3 separate regions of the Mus musculus genome follow, and regions 2 and 3 are each linked to region 1. Evidence: chromatin contacts called from public promoter capture Hi-C data. All regions are on one chromosome and are shown on one strand. Each heading gives the region's core, a stretch centred on a gene start, on an enhancer-like site or on the middle of the called end of the contact. The rest is flanking DNA. Distances are from core to core; before and after follow the strand shown.

What was found. Promoter capture Hi-C pulls out the DNA fragments that hold promoters and counts their contacts.
Region 2: a contact with region 1 is called in a promoter capture Hi-C map of liver. The contact joins the enhancer-like site here to the promoter of Atp5k in region 1. A contact is called at or near these places in 10 of 39 promoter capture datasets (the C10 cell line, the HPC-7 cell line, cranial neural crest and 5 more), 1 of 484 Hi-C or Micro-C datasets (the AML12 cell line), 5 of 115 datasets of contacts at active chromatin or transcription factors (craniofacial prominence, embryonic stem cells, fetal liver and 2 more) and 3 of 9 other capture datasets (adipose tissue, liver and pancreatic islet).
Region 3: a contact with region 1 is called in a promoter capture Hi-C map of the HPC-7 cell line. The contact joins the enhancer-like site here to the promoter of Atp5k in region 1. A contact is called at or near these places in 7 of 39 promoter capture datasets (the C10 cell line, the HPC-7 cell line, embryonic stem cells and 3 more), 3 of 484 Hi-C or Micro-C datasets (the G1E-ER4 cell line, the HL-1 cell line and embryonic stem cells) and 2 of 115 datasets of contacts at active chromatin or transcription factors (both in embryonic stem cells).

Annotation. Positions count from the first base shown.
Region 1 is chr5:108,432,926-108,436,464 of GRCm38.p6, forward strand. It overlaps Atp5k (ATP synthase, H+ transporting, mitochondrial F1F0 complex, subunit E), which reads right to left and starts at 1,474. Exons shown (of 4, transcript NM_007507.3): 1 at 1,401-1,474; 2 at 1,101-1,155; 3 at 806-904; 4 at 321-412. The coding sequence starts at 1,436. The coding sequence ends at 387. Gm34319 (a long non-coding RNA gene) reads left to right here and starts at 1,476. Exons shown (of 3, transcript XR_003955776.1): 1 at 1,476-1,598.
Region 2 is chr5:108,598,677-108,602,478 of GRCm38.p6, forward strand. It overlaps Gak (cyclin G associated kinase), which reads right to left. Exons shown (of 28, transcript NM_153569.2): 12 at 778-827; 13 at 91-239. Among named protein-coding and RNA genes, the nearest start is that of Gak, 29 kb to the right of the region's middle. Within about 2 kb of position 1,530, at least 6 of the 459 cell types and tissues checked have an H3K27ac peak or open chromatin away from gene starts, as enhancers often do.
Region 3 is chr5:108,213,314-108,217,269 of GRCm38.p6, forward strand. It overlaps Ccdc18 (coiled-coil domain containing 18), which reads left to right. Exons shown (of 29, transcript NM_028481.1): 26 at 2,674-2,811. Among named protein-coding and RNA genes, the nearest start is that of Dr1, 54 kb to the right of the region's middle. Within about 2 kb of position 1,783, at least 3 of the 459 cell types and tissues checked have an H3K27ac peak or open chromatin away from gene starts, as enhancers often do. A contact at or near this core is called in the HPC-7 cell line, where this site is marked.

The DNA.
Region 1 (3,539 bases), core at 224-2,723:
CATCAACACCCATCCTCCTGTACTGGGCCCGAGCTGCTGACATAAGCAGAAGAGTGCAGATCAGAGCAGAGCAAGCTGCTTCCAGGAGGCTAGGCCACTCCAGGGATTACCCCGGCATCCCTGGAGCCCTAATTTGGCCTTACCACTGCACCTTCACATGCCCCAGCACTTCTCGCTTTGTCTGTGTGTCTGGTAATGATCATTAATTCCTTTGAAACTCCACCCACTGCACCCCACCCCCGACCCTCCCTACCCAAGGAAAAGCCAGGATGCAACCACAGAGCCGGTACCTAGAAGCAAACAGTAAAGAGAGAGGAAGCCACAGCATCACACAATGAAGCTTTATTCGTTCTCAACGACTAGAGAAAAGCAAGCTCGCTGACGCCTCACTTGAGAATGCTGTCATCTTGAGCTGAAAAGTGAGAAGAGACCATGTCAAACATTATACAGACTTGGGCCACCTTACGGGGACTTGGGCTTTAAACAATCAAGAATCTAATTCCAAGAGAACCCTAACTTCATTACTAAAACCATCCTTTGCATCCCCAACTGCCTTCTCCATCTGACTGGAATCCACAGGAAGTCAACACAGAGGGGTCAGAGAGCCTGCTCAGCAGTAACCTCTCGAAAGGCAATTTGCAGATGCTACCCAAGAGAAGGGGCAGTATGCCTCTCACACTCCACTGGGCTCCACGGAGGACAGCACTGGACAAAACAGTCATGGGATGAGAGGCAGCCCCTGGTCCACTAAGCAGCAGCTACTTCCAGAAAACTCGGGGGTGTTGGGAGAGGCTAAAAGCCATACCTTCCGCCAGTTCTCTCTCAATCCGTTTCAACTCATCTAGTCTCTTCTTTTCCTCCGCTGCTATTCTCCTCTCCTCCTCTGCCCGGGGTTTTAGGTAACCTGGGGGGGAGTGGAAGCAATTAACTTCTCTGAAAATGCTGCTTCGTGAAAAAGCCGACTCCAAAATCTCCAGATAGCTGTTCCCACCTGCCCCCCTCTAGGGCCTGGCATCATCTCCCTCCCAAGGAACTGCAGGCTCGAGCAGTGTCACACAGCCTTTCACCCGGAATCCCGTTCTCCCGGTCCCCAAACTCACTGTAGCGCTTGGCGCCGTATGCCATGCCGATGATCAGAGCGGAGTACCGGCCGAACTGCAGAAGAAAACATTATAGTAGAAGGCACACCGAGGGAACAAGGGGATCGCAGGGGTCGGACATCGAGGAGTACTGGGAGAGGGAGTACGGGGCGGGTGTGTGTGCAAGGGTTGCAGGGCCGGGATTGCTCGAGACCACAGCCAGCAGTCCCAAGGGTGGGCAATGCTAAGTCACGGGAGGGGAGGGGAAAGGGGGCATAGAGGAGCTTTGAGCACCGCGCAACAACGGGGATGAGGATTCACCTTGATGAGTGGAGAGACCTGAACCGGGGGCACCATTTTGTCCGTGACCTTCGCGCCGGAAGCTCAACTGAGGCGGAAGACAGAGAATGAAAGCCGCCTCCTGAAGCCAGAAAGGCGCATGCGCCGCAGTGAAAGCGCTGCCCCCTAGCGACTGGAGGATAGCCGAGCGTTCCCACGGGGCTGGTTACTACTCTCCAGGTAGGAAGTCTAGGCTGTTAGTGTAAGCTGGCTTCAAAAGGGTGGTGACACAGAGCCTCGTTACTTCAGCACCGGCGTGTAATGACTGACCAGCCCTGGAATCTGTCGCCCACCTGTTGTGGACTGGAGCACGCAAACAATCCCTTTATCTCTTGGAACAGACGAGCACACCTGGCCGACTCCAGCGGCCCATTGGGTGCGGTGGGTTTGGGCATGAGATTACAGAACTTGTATTGGCCCTTCCTGAGAGGTCAGCAACCTTCCAGGGCTTTCCTGCAATTTCCGGCATTGGACACATATGTCCTCCGACCAGTGTTTTCTCGCCCAGAGCTCCTAATTTCCATTGGGCTTTACAGGTAATGTTCATCCAAATGAGGCTAACCCCTGCATCTCCCTGCCCACACTCTCAGGACTACAGATCCTGAGTCCTATTGACCTCCTTTTCAGGCCTCATAGAGACTGACCATGGAGCACCCAGATTGCCAAACTTACCTTTCTGCAGTCCATGTCCCCAGAGTGGGTACCTCTCTAGCAGCCATGTCGGTCTAGACCAACCCTTTGTGATCCCTTTGGCAAACACTTATCTCCAAAAGTATTTACATTATGACCCATAACAGTAGCAAGATTACAGTTATAAAGTAGCAATGAAAATAATGTTATGTATGGGGAGGGTCACATAAGGAGCTGTATTAAAGGGTCACAGCATTAGGAAAGTTGAGCATCATTGGCCTGGGATGGGGCAAGATGGAGACAAGGTGATTATCAGCTGTGTCTATTGGCAAGCATCTTTGTGTACATCTGTCATAGTATAGATTGTAGCCACCCACTGAATGGCTGGCTTTACCCCAATGCCCCATAGTGACTTGAAATCTTCCTAAGGCTGTTGATTGAACCAGCCTCCTCAGTTTTGCATTGCACCAGGGCTTGGAAAGGTACACAGTCTGTAGGGATGGGGTATCTTTTCCTGACTCTTTATAGTCCATACTTATAAAGAGAACATAATTATGAATATAAAGTGGATAAAATGCAGCAATGAAAACTGCAGGACTCATAATAGGTACCCAGCTCTCCGGGGCCATCAGAAGAGGAACCATTGCCCTAGGCTCTGGAACTTTGCCTACATTTGATCTGGAGTCAAAGCCCTAGTTCTTCTCTGTTAGAATCCTAGAAATGTTCCTAAACTGAGACGAGAATTACCCAGGCCATGTGCCACAGGTGCTCCACATACTCTTACCTTGCCTTTGAGACGTTCCTCACTCCCATCCCTACCTGAGCCACAGTGAGATTCCTGCCCTCCTGCCAACTCACTGCTCCCCAAGGAAGCTGCAAAGGCATGCTAACCTACAAGGCACCAAGTAAACTTCCTCACCCCTCATGGTCATCTACACATTGAGCCCCCTCCCTTCCCTGATCTTGAGCAACTGGTTAGATAACTTATGTGATCAAACAGGTTTCCCTCATTAAATCTTAAAATAAACCTGACTCCTTAGCAGCTCAAGCTTCCAGAACTGCAAGTGTCTTTGGGGGTCCAAGGGGAGTGTGGATTGAGGGGTGGGTACCAAGGGGAGTGTGGATTGAGGGGTGGGTACCAAGGGGAGTATGGATTGAGGGGTGGGTACACAGAAGCTACATGGCGTAGAGGCAGAAGAGGCTTACAATACACACATTGGCACAAGCATACACACGGATGGCTTGACATCTGCTGTTGCTTGGGGTCATTTGTCAGGCAGTGGAAGTGGTTAAGGTTCCACATAGCTCAGGACACCAGTAGGAGGATTCTGCACCTGTTGGGGACAGCTGTGTGCAGAATCTAAATATTCCCAGTGTGCTGCTATCTTTAGTGCTGTGCCCAGGCTCAGCCAAGATCCTCCCTTGGGTCTTGCCCTCTCAAATTCAGAGCTTACCACCCCTGTAGCTGGGCTGAGCCCAACTGAGGCCCTT
Region 2 (3,802 bases), core at 280-2,779, 170 kb after region 1:
ACATCAGCCTAGTGCAGCTCCATCACTTAAAACTGTACTTAAGTGGGGAAAATGGCTCAAATCATAAAAGAAGAGTTCAAGGCCACTTACCCGGTTGTGAAACTTGGAAGCCCGGTATATCCTTGGAGAAAGGTTGTAGACAGCATAATGTCCTGGATGCTTAGCATCCAGAAACATTCGCACATCCTCTATATTGTTTTTGATTGCAGACTCCACACCTTCTGCTGGGAATGACATCACTGAAACAAAGCAGGCCAAAGTTAGACACTAGGGGATTGCCCTCTTGGGCTGGGCTCACCTCCCAGCCAGGTAGCTGGCCAAACATAGGCTCTTCTCATCCTCTTAAAGTCTCCCATCCTATGTAGTGGGATGTATATAAACTACAGTATGAGAAACATTACAAAGTTAACTACAGATGTCTGGGAGAGCTTTCCCAGTTACCTGATATACACCATGGTCTTTAGGAACACCAGCTTTTCTCATTATAGTTTGCCTAGACTATCTCGTTTTAAATGTATATGGTCCTACCATTACTCTCTCTGTATCCTCAGAGTTCCAGTCATGCCAGAAGCTGACACTGGCCTTGTCTTTTTCACTGACCAGGAAATATGCTCAATATATGTAACCTACCCTCCACTCTTGGGGTAATTCTCCAGGTCAAACCTCAGATGGATCCATGGCTATCAAAGAAGCTAAAGAGGCACCTTGCACCTTGGCTACTTCCACTGATCCTTTGTCTACATCCCCTACAGATGTCTATCATCCAATTAGACATACCTGCAATCCTGGATGTGATGTAAGATATGTCCAGATCACCCTTTGCATAGCTGGAATAGAAAGAACACTCAATTGGAATGGAATTGAATGGAATGGAACACTTAGCTATAAAAACTTTAAGAAGAGCCTATGTCCTAGAATACTGAGGCAACCTTGCTTACAGGTTGTATCCTCTAAGTAGTGTGCATGTGCATGTCTTGTGTAAGACTGCTGTGTAAGCTGACAACCAATGAAAAGTGGAATAAAAGCAGAAGAGAGCAGCCCATGGAAAAGCTCCGGCCATCTTTTGCTTTCTGAAGTGTTCTCCAAGGCAAAAACATTGAGGGCTGATCCTGACCAAATAGTAACTGAAGCAGAACAGTAAGTAGCATCAACCATTGGTCCCACTGCTCCAGGGGACTGGATAGGAACATAAGAGAGCACACCCTGTGCCCTATGAAGATCCGAAAGGAGACAGAAGACACTGCTGGAGGGGAAAAAAAAAAGACATCCCAAATGACCAAGATATATTACTGCTCATGGCCACCAAAAAGTCTTAGAAACCAATCCCCTAAGTTGGTTTACACAACTGAAAAAAATATAGATCAAAATCTAACTAATTTTGCAAGAACTTGGCAAACTTATTCAACAATTCCTCTCAAAAAACCAGTTATGCCAGAACAGCCACGTTTCCTTGGAAAGGAGGGAGGTGGGGGTGGGGGGTGAACATTGTTGCCTAAGTATTTTGAGTACTACACTATAGCTGGGCAGTGAGGTCAGACAGGAAAGTCAGAGACAGAGCTGAGGTAGGCACACTTGGCATCAGCAGAGTCACCATGGGGCCATTACAGAGAGCCAGGTGGAAAAAAGAACAGACATACACTATACATTCACTGAAGTAAAATCTGATTAAGGCAATCTTAACACCTTAAAATGTCATTTGAACCTATTTAAGTCAGGTTCACTTCGGTTACACAGGACTCCCTGAGACATAAACCAGGACGTACTAAAATGCAGCTTTATCTGGTGCTAACATTTCTGTGGCGAAAGGCAGTTAAACAGACAAGCCACAGATCAGAACTAACTAGTTCTAATCTATTTCTTCACAAAAACAATTAATAACCCAGTAGTATCCAAGATACCAGATATCAGTGATATTTGTCTTTAACTCTGAAGGTAGAGACAGATTTCAGACCAAGGCCAGCCTTGTCTACATAGTGACTTTCCAATCAATCAGGGCCATAAAGGTAAAGAGTGCAGGCTGCAAATATGCAGCAAATGGTGGCATGAAAAGAACCTAGCTGTCCCTCAAGGAAGACAAGTGTGCCCAGCATCAGGTCAGGTATAGGAAAGCAAACCTAAGACACTTGGTACACAATGGGTACTGAGTATCACTTAGGGCTCTACACAGTATACTTTAACCTCTAACCCACTTAAGAAAAATCCAGGGACCCTGACAGTTCATCTCTGGGCACAGGTTCAAGGGTATACAAATTAGAGTTGTACTCAGCACAGACAAGAGTAGCCCAGACCGTGGCTTCTAGGACATGAAGCAGCTTCAGGCAACCAAGACAACCTGAAGCGATCAGTTCTGCCACCTGTCACCAAACTTGGGCACCTTCATTGATATAGTCAAACAATGATGTGTTTGCTGCTACATGTAAGTCCATTTAATAAACATAGGAGTTTATGGAACTCTTATCAGCCATGTCTACTCTGTAATCCACAGGCTATATGCAGCCTCAAAGATAGTTATGCATAAAGCTCGACACAAAAATCATAAACTTACTTAAAACATCACGAGTTGCTTCAGTTTTAAAGTTTATTATAGACTAATAGTTGTAAGAAAGAGGGCCATGCCATTTGAGTTAGGCATGGAGGTCAGGAACATGGCAGACAAGCAGGCATATGGTGGGAAGTGAAGCCTTTGAGAAAGTGAAAAAAGCCCAAAGTACTACAGAAAGCTTTGGAAAACATCTGAAAGTAGGAAAGAAGGAAAAGTTATGCCTAAGTCTATATTCAGAAAGATGGGCAGACCCAAGAGAACCAAAGGGTGACACTGGAGTAACTGCCTCACTAGACCTTTTGCAATGTGGACTAAATAACTATTAGATTATTGGCTTTTCTGTCATGAGACAGTCAACACCGGACTATCTGGACTATAGCCTGTAAATCAATCTAATAAATAAATAAATATATAAATACATAATATATATTCATATATATATAAATACATAATATATATTCTATCAGTTCTATTCCTTTAAAGAACCCTAACACAGAGATCATATCACAATATCAAAAGTTTGGACATGCCTAGTGGTTTAAGCATATATTCCACACAGAAGGCACATGCATATGCATGTTCACATATCTGTATTTCCAAAATGTAGCACATTCATGTGCACTCCTCCATTGGCACAGGCACAAATATACAACTGCTAAGGTTACAAACATAAAACCAACAACAACAAAAAAGGGAAGGATGTTTCACCAACCAAAGGAGTTTGGGGACCACAAATACTATGATCCAATGGTGCTTACTACAGCAGCAGGCATCCTTGGGCAGCAGGAGCATCCATACTGACAAGAGCCAGTATCTCAGTCACAGCTCCCTCCAGAAAAGCTGACAGAGCAACCTTCAACACAGTGCTTCAACTCACTACAGCTTTGGGGCCGTTCATTTGAAGCACATATTCACACCCACTGTGGCCCAGGTCTGATAGTGACTGACTTCTAATAATGAAAATAGGCAGGAACTGCTCTGCAACTGCTTCATTTATTTGACAGCAAAGAAAAAGAATAGTGCTATCATGACAGATACTAGCAGAGCTAAGGAGATCATGAGCTGATGATGTACAAAGCTAGTTCTATATCGGGTCCCAGGGACAGGGGTCTCAGACTTGTGATTGTTAGAATTTGGTCTTGTCTTGTTTTTGTTTGTTTGTTTGTTTGTTTGTTATCAACCTGAAAGAAGCTGTAGTTATCTGTAAAGAGGAAAACTCAATTAAGGAAATGCCTCCATAAGACTAGCCTATGGGCAGGT
Region 3 (3,956 bases), core at 533-3,032, 220 kb before region 1:
TATTTAAAAAATAGTACATATTACTACAATTTTTAAAATAAGCTACTAGTATTGTACTTAGGTTTTAAATTCTTTATAATATAATATTTTATAATAAAAAACCTTCAAAAATGAACTCTGGCCACACTAGTTCTCAATAAATCGAGTTATGTAGCACTTTAGATGTTCAAGTGTTTGAACTATCTTCTAAATTAAAAACTGTCAAAATTTCTTTTTTTTTATATTTGTATGTATGTATGTATGTATGTATTTATTTATTTTTAAAAACTTTATTTCAGAAGCTTTGTGATGGTAAAGTACTATTTAAAATCAAGAGTACTAATAAAAATTTATTTTCTCAGAAATACATTTAGCAACTTGTTTAAAGAGAATTTAGACTGATTTATTTTTAATTACTTAGACCTTGAGAAAAATTTTATTTTATTCTGGAACTTCTTATTATTTTTCTACTTTCCGGTACACTTAATAATCCATCACATAGTAAAAACAATCCTCCTTTAGCTTTGTTAGGTTAGCTGTGTTTTTATTCAGATTTCTGGATTATTAGAGCAGTTAAGAATATGTAGGAAAATTATTAGCAATATAACAGATATTAGGATGTTTACCTAAAAAGGGACTTTTATCTCATTTGTGTTCTTCTTTGATAATGTCTGAGTTTAGTATAATTGCTTTTATTTGATAAACTAAGATTACTTAATTTCAAAGTGAGTTTAATGGGACATTGCTTAAAATGCAAGTTTTAAAATATTACATTTTAATCCCAAACTAATTATAGATTCATGTTTATCTTTTGCTTTGGGTCAAACCTGGATATTTTTTATGAATAATCTAATTAGAATTGTATTTAGTCTTTTAACATAAGTTATACTTGTAACTCTTCAACTCACATAAATGGCCAGGCCCCTCCCCTGAGGACCTCCACCACCAGATTCAACCTATAGAACACTCTCATTGCCCTAATGGCTGACCCAGCCCCTGCCACACAGAGTACAAAGCTCAAATTCTGGTCTTAAAGTCCTAGCAATCCCCACCTTGGAAGTCTTTACCCTGGAAAGCTTCTCCCACGCCCACGCCCATTATTAAGGTCTTCATTTACAGACTCTCTGCTCTGTCCTTTGCTGCTTCTCACCCAAGCAGAAGCCACCACCCCCTCCCCCTGGGTATTCTCTCCCAATAAATCTGTTGCATGAGGTGTGTTGTGTGTTGTGACTGCCAGGATTCCTTTCTCCTCAGAGCTGTAACACAATACTTATAGTCCATCCTCTAGTTATTTTTTTTTCAACTAAAGGGAGAATTAAAATAATAGAATACCTGGTATTATTGTTATTGTTGGGGCAATACATGTGTCACTTCCCACGCAGTTTTATTAGTTTTGACTAGTTATGATTGGGTAGCAGATGTTTATGACTCTTGTTGAGTTATTTCAAAACTTTTTTTTTTTGGTTTTTCGAGACAGGGTTTCTCTGTATAGCCCTGGCTGTCCTGGAGCTCACTTTGTAGACCAGGCTGGCCTCGAACTCAGAAATCCGCCTGCCTACGCCTCCCGAGTGCTGGGATTAAAGGCGTGCACCACCACGCCCGGCCTTATTTCAAAACTTTTAACTTAGTTCTTACTTTAAAATATTTCCATCCATATTTCACTAGTGTTTCCTCTTATCCATGAGAAATGCACATTTTAAAGACCTTTAGTAGGTATATGCTGAGCTCTACACACATACACTGTACTCTTTGAGATGGGCACTTCCGGGCCATTATTAAGTCAAAAGAGGGTTCCTGGAACACAGTTAATTTGATAGTAGTTACACTGGACAAACAGATGACTCATGCCGTGGTAGACTGAGCAAGAGATACAAGCTTTCCTCAAGCTGCTCATAATAGCCCACAATTTGAAAACTATAAGTTGTTTATTTCTGTAATTTCACATTTGTTATCTTTGGACTGTGGATGACTGCAGGTTGCTGAAACTCTAGAAGGTAAAGCAACAGAGAACAAACCTCTTTTATTCAAGGGGAGACTACTGCGTGTGGTAAAGTCTTATAATTAAAATCATAACCACAACTTGCATTGACCAACATAAATAGGTTTGAATAAAAATACAAATCAGGCTGGAGATATGGTTCAGCAGTTAAGAGCAGCCTTTCCCAGTATCTACATGGTGGCTAATGACTGTCTGTCTAACAACTATCTGTAGCTTTGGTTCCAGGGAATCCAACACTCTGTGTTGGCATATGTAGGTACCAGGTACACACATTTTGTGTGTGTTTTGTATGTGTGTGTGTGTGTGTGTGTATTCGGAACAAAACAAAACACTCCTACAGATTTTTAAAAAATACAAATCATTCCTGTAAAAGCAGATAATTTATATGGTAAGAAAAAACTGCACAGAGACACCTGAGAGCAGGCTCTTATCTGCCAAAGTGGAAATCATTATTTGCCAAAGTTCAGCATTTTATGGTTTTTTGTTTCAAGAAAGGATTGGCTCATTAACTTATGTAGAATATAATGTACTTCTTTTGGTCATCTCTGAAACGTCTATATTCAAAAGTGTACTGTATAATAAGCCTGTGTTTTACATAAAGACTAGCTTGCTTCCATTAAGGCACTGAATTGTTTTAACTATGCTAAACCAAATAAGCTCCCTACATTCCATTTATTTAATGTGTCGTTTTTAAGGAAGCTCATGGAAATCGTTTGGCTGAAGAACTGGGGGCTTCTCAAGTACGTGAAGCTCATTTAGAAGCAAGAATGCAAGCAGAAATAAAGAAATTATCCTCAGAAGTAGACTCTCTGAAAGAAGCTTATCAGATAGAGGTAAAGAAAAATTAAATTTGTGTCAGTAGCCCCCACAAAGATGAATTTACTTACTAGGATGAAAACATGAGTCTAGTTTTTGAAGTGTTCATTGTAATCTTTAATGCAATTAAAAGGCTATTGTGCTCTGGAGTTAAGAGGTCTAGCTCCTAGCCGGGTGTGGTGGCGCACGCCTTTAATCCCAGCACTCAGGAGGCAGAGGCAGGCGGATTTCTGAGTTTGAGGCCAGCCTGGTCTACAAAGTGAGTTCTAGGACAGCCAGGGCTATACAGAGAAACCCTGTCTCAAAAAACCAAAGAAGAAAAAAGAACAGTACTACTACTTAGAATATTTTTCTTTCTTTTTTAAAGATTTATTTATTTATTTTATGCATATAAGTACACTGCCATTGCTCTCTTCAGACACACCAGAAAAGGGCGTCAGACCCAATTACAGATGGTTGTGAGCCACCATATGCTTGCTGGGAATTGAACTCAGGACCTCTGGAAGAGCAGTTAGTGCTCTTAACCACTGAGCCATCTCTCCAGGCCCTGTCTAATGTATTTTAAAAAGCCTTTCTAAAAACAGCCAATTTTTTTCCAAAAGTTTACTTAACTTAATCTGGAATGGATTAACAACATTAAAGCTTTTTTTTTAATTAGATAATTTCTTTATTTACATTTCAAATGTTATCCCCTTTCCTAGTTTCCCCTCTGAACACCCCCCCCCCCCCACCCTGCTTACCAACCTGCCCACTCCTCCTTCCTGGCATTCCCGACTAGACCATCCTCTGCTACATATGCAGCTAGAGCCACAAGTCCTACTATGTGTTTTCTTTGATTGGTGGTTTAATCCCAGGGAGCTCTGGGGGTACTGATTGGTTCATTTTGTTGTTCCACCTATGGGGCTGCAGACCCCTTCAGCTCCTTGGGTACTTTCACCGGGGACCCTGTGCTCTGTTCATTTCTTTTAAAACGTTTGAAAATATTACCGAAACTCATTGTATATGTTCTAAATAATCTTGAGTTTGGTGCTAAGAAAACATTTTTTTTTTCTGTAAAACAAAGGCTAAAAAAGCATTTGTATTATACCTTTTTCCCCTTGGAACATTGTCTCAGGATGTAGCGCTTACTTTTGTGGAACTCTATGTAAACCAAGCAGGCCTC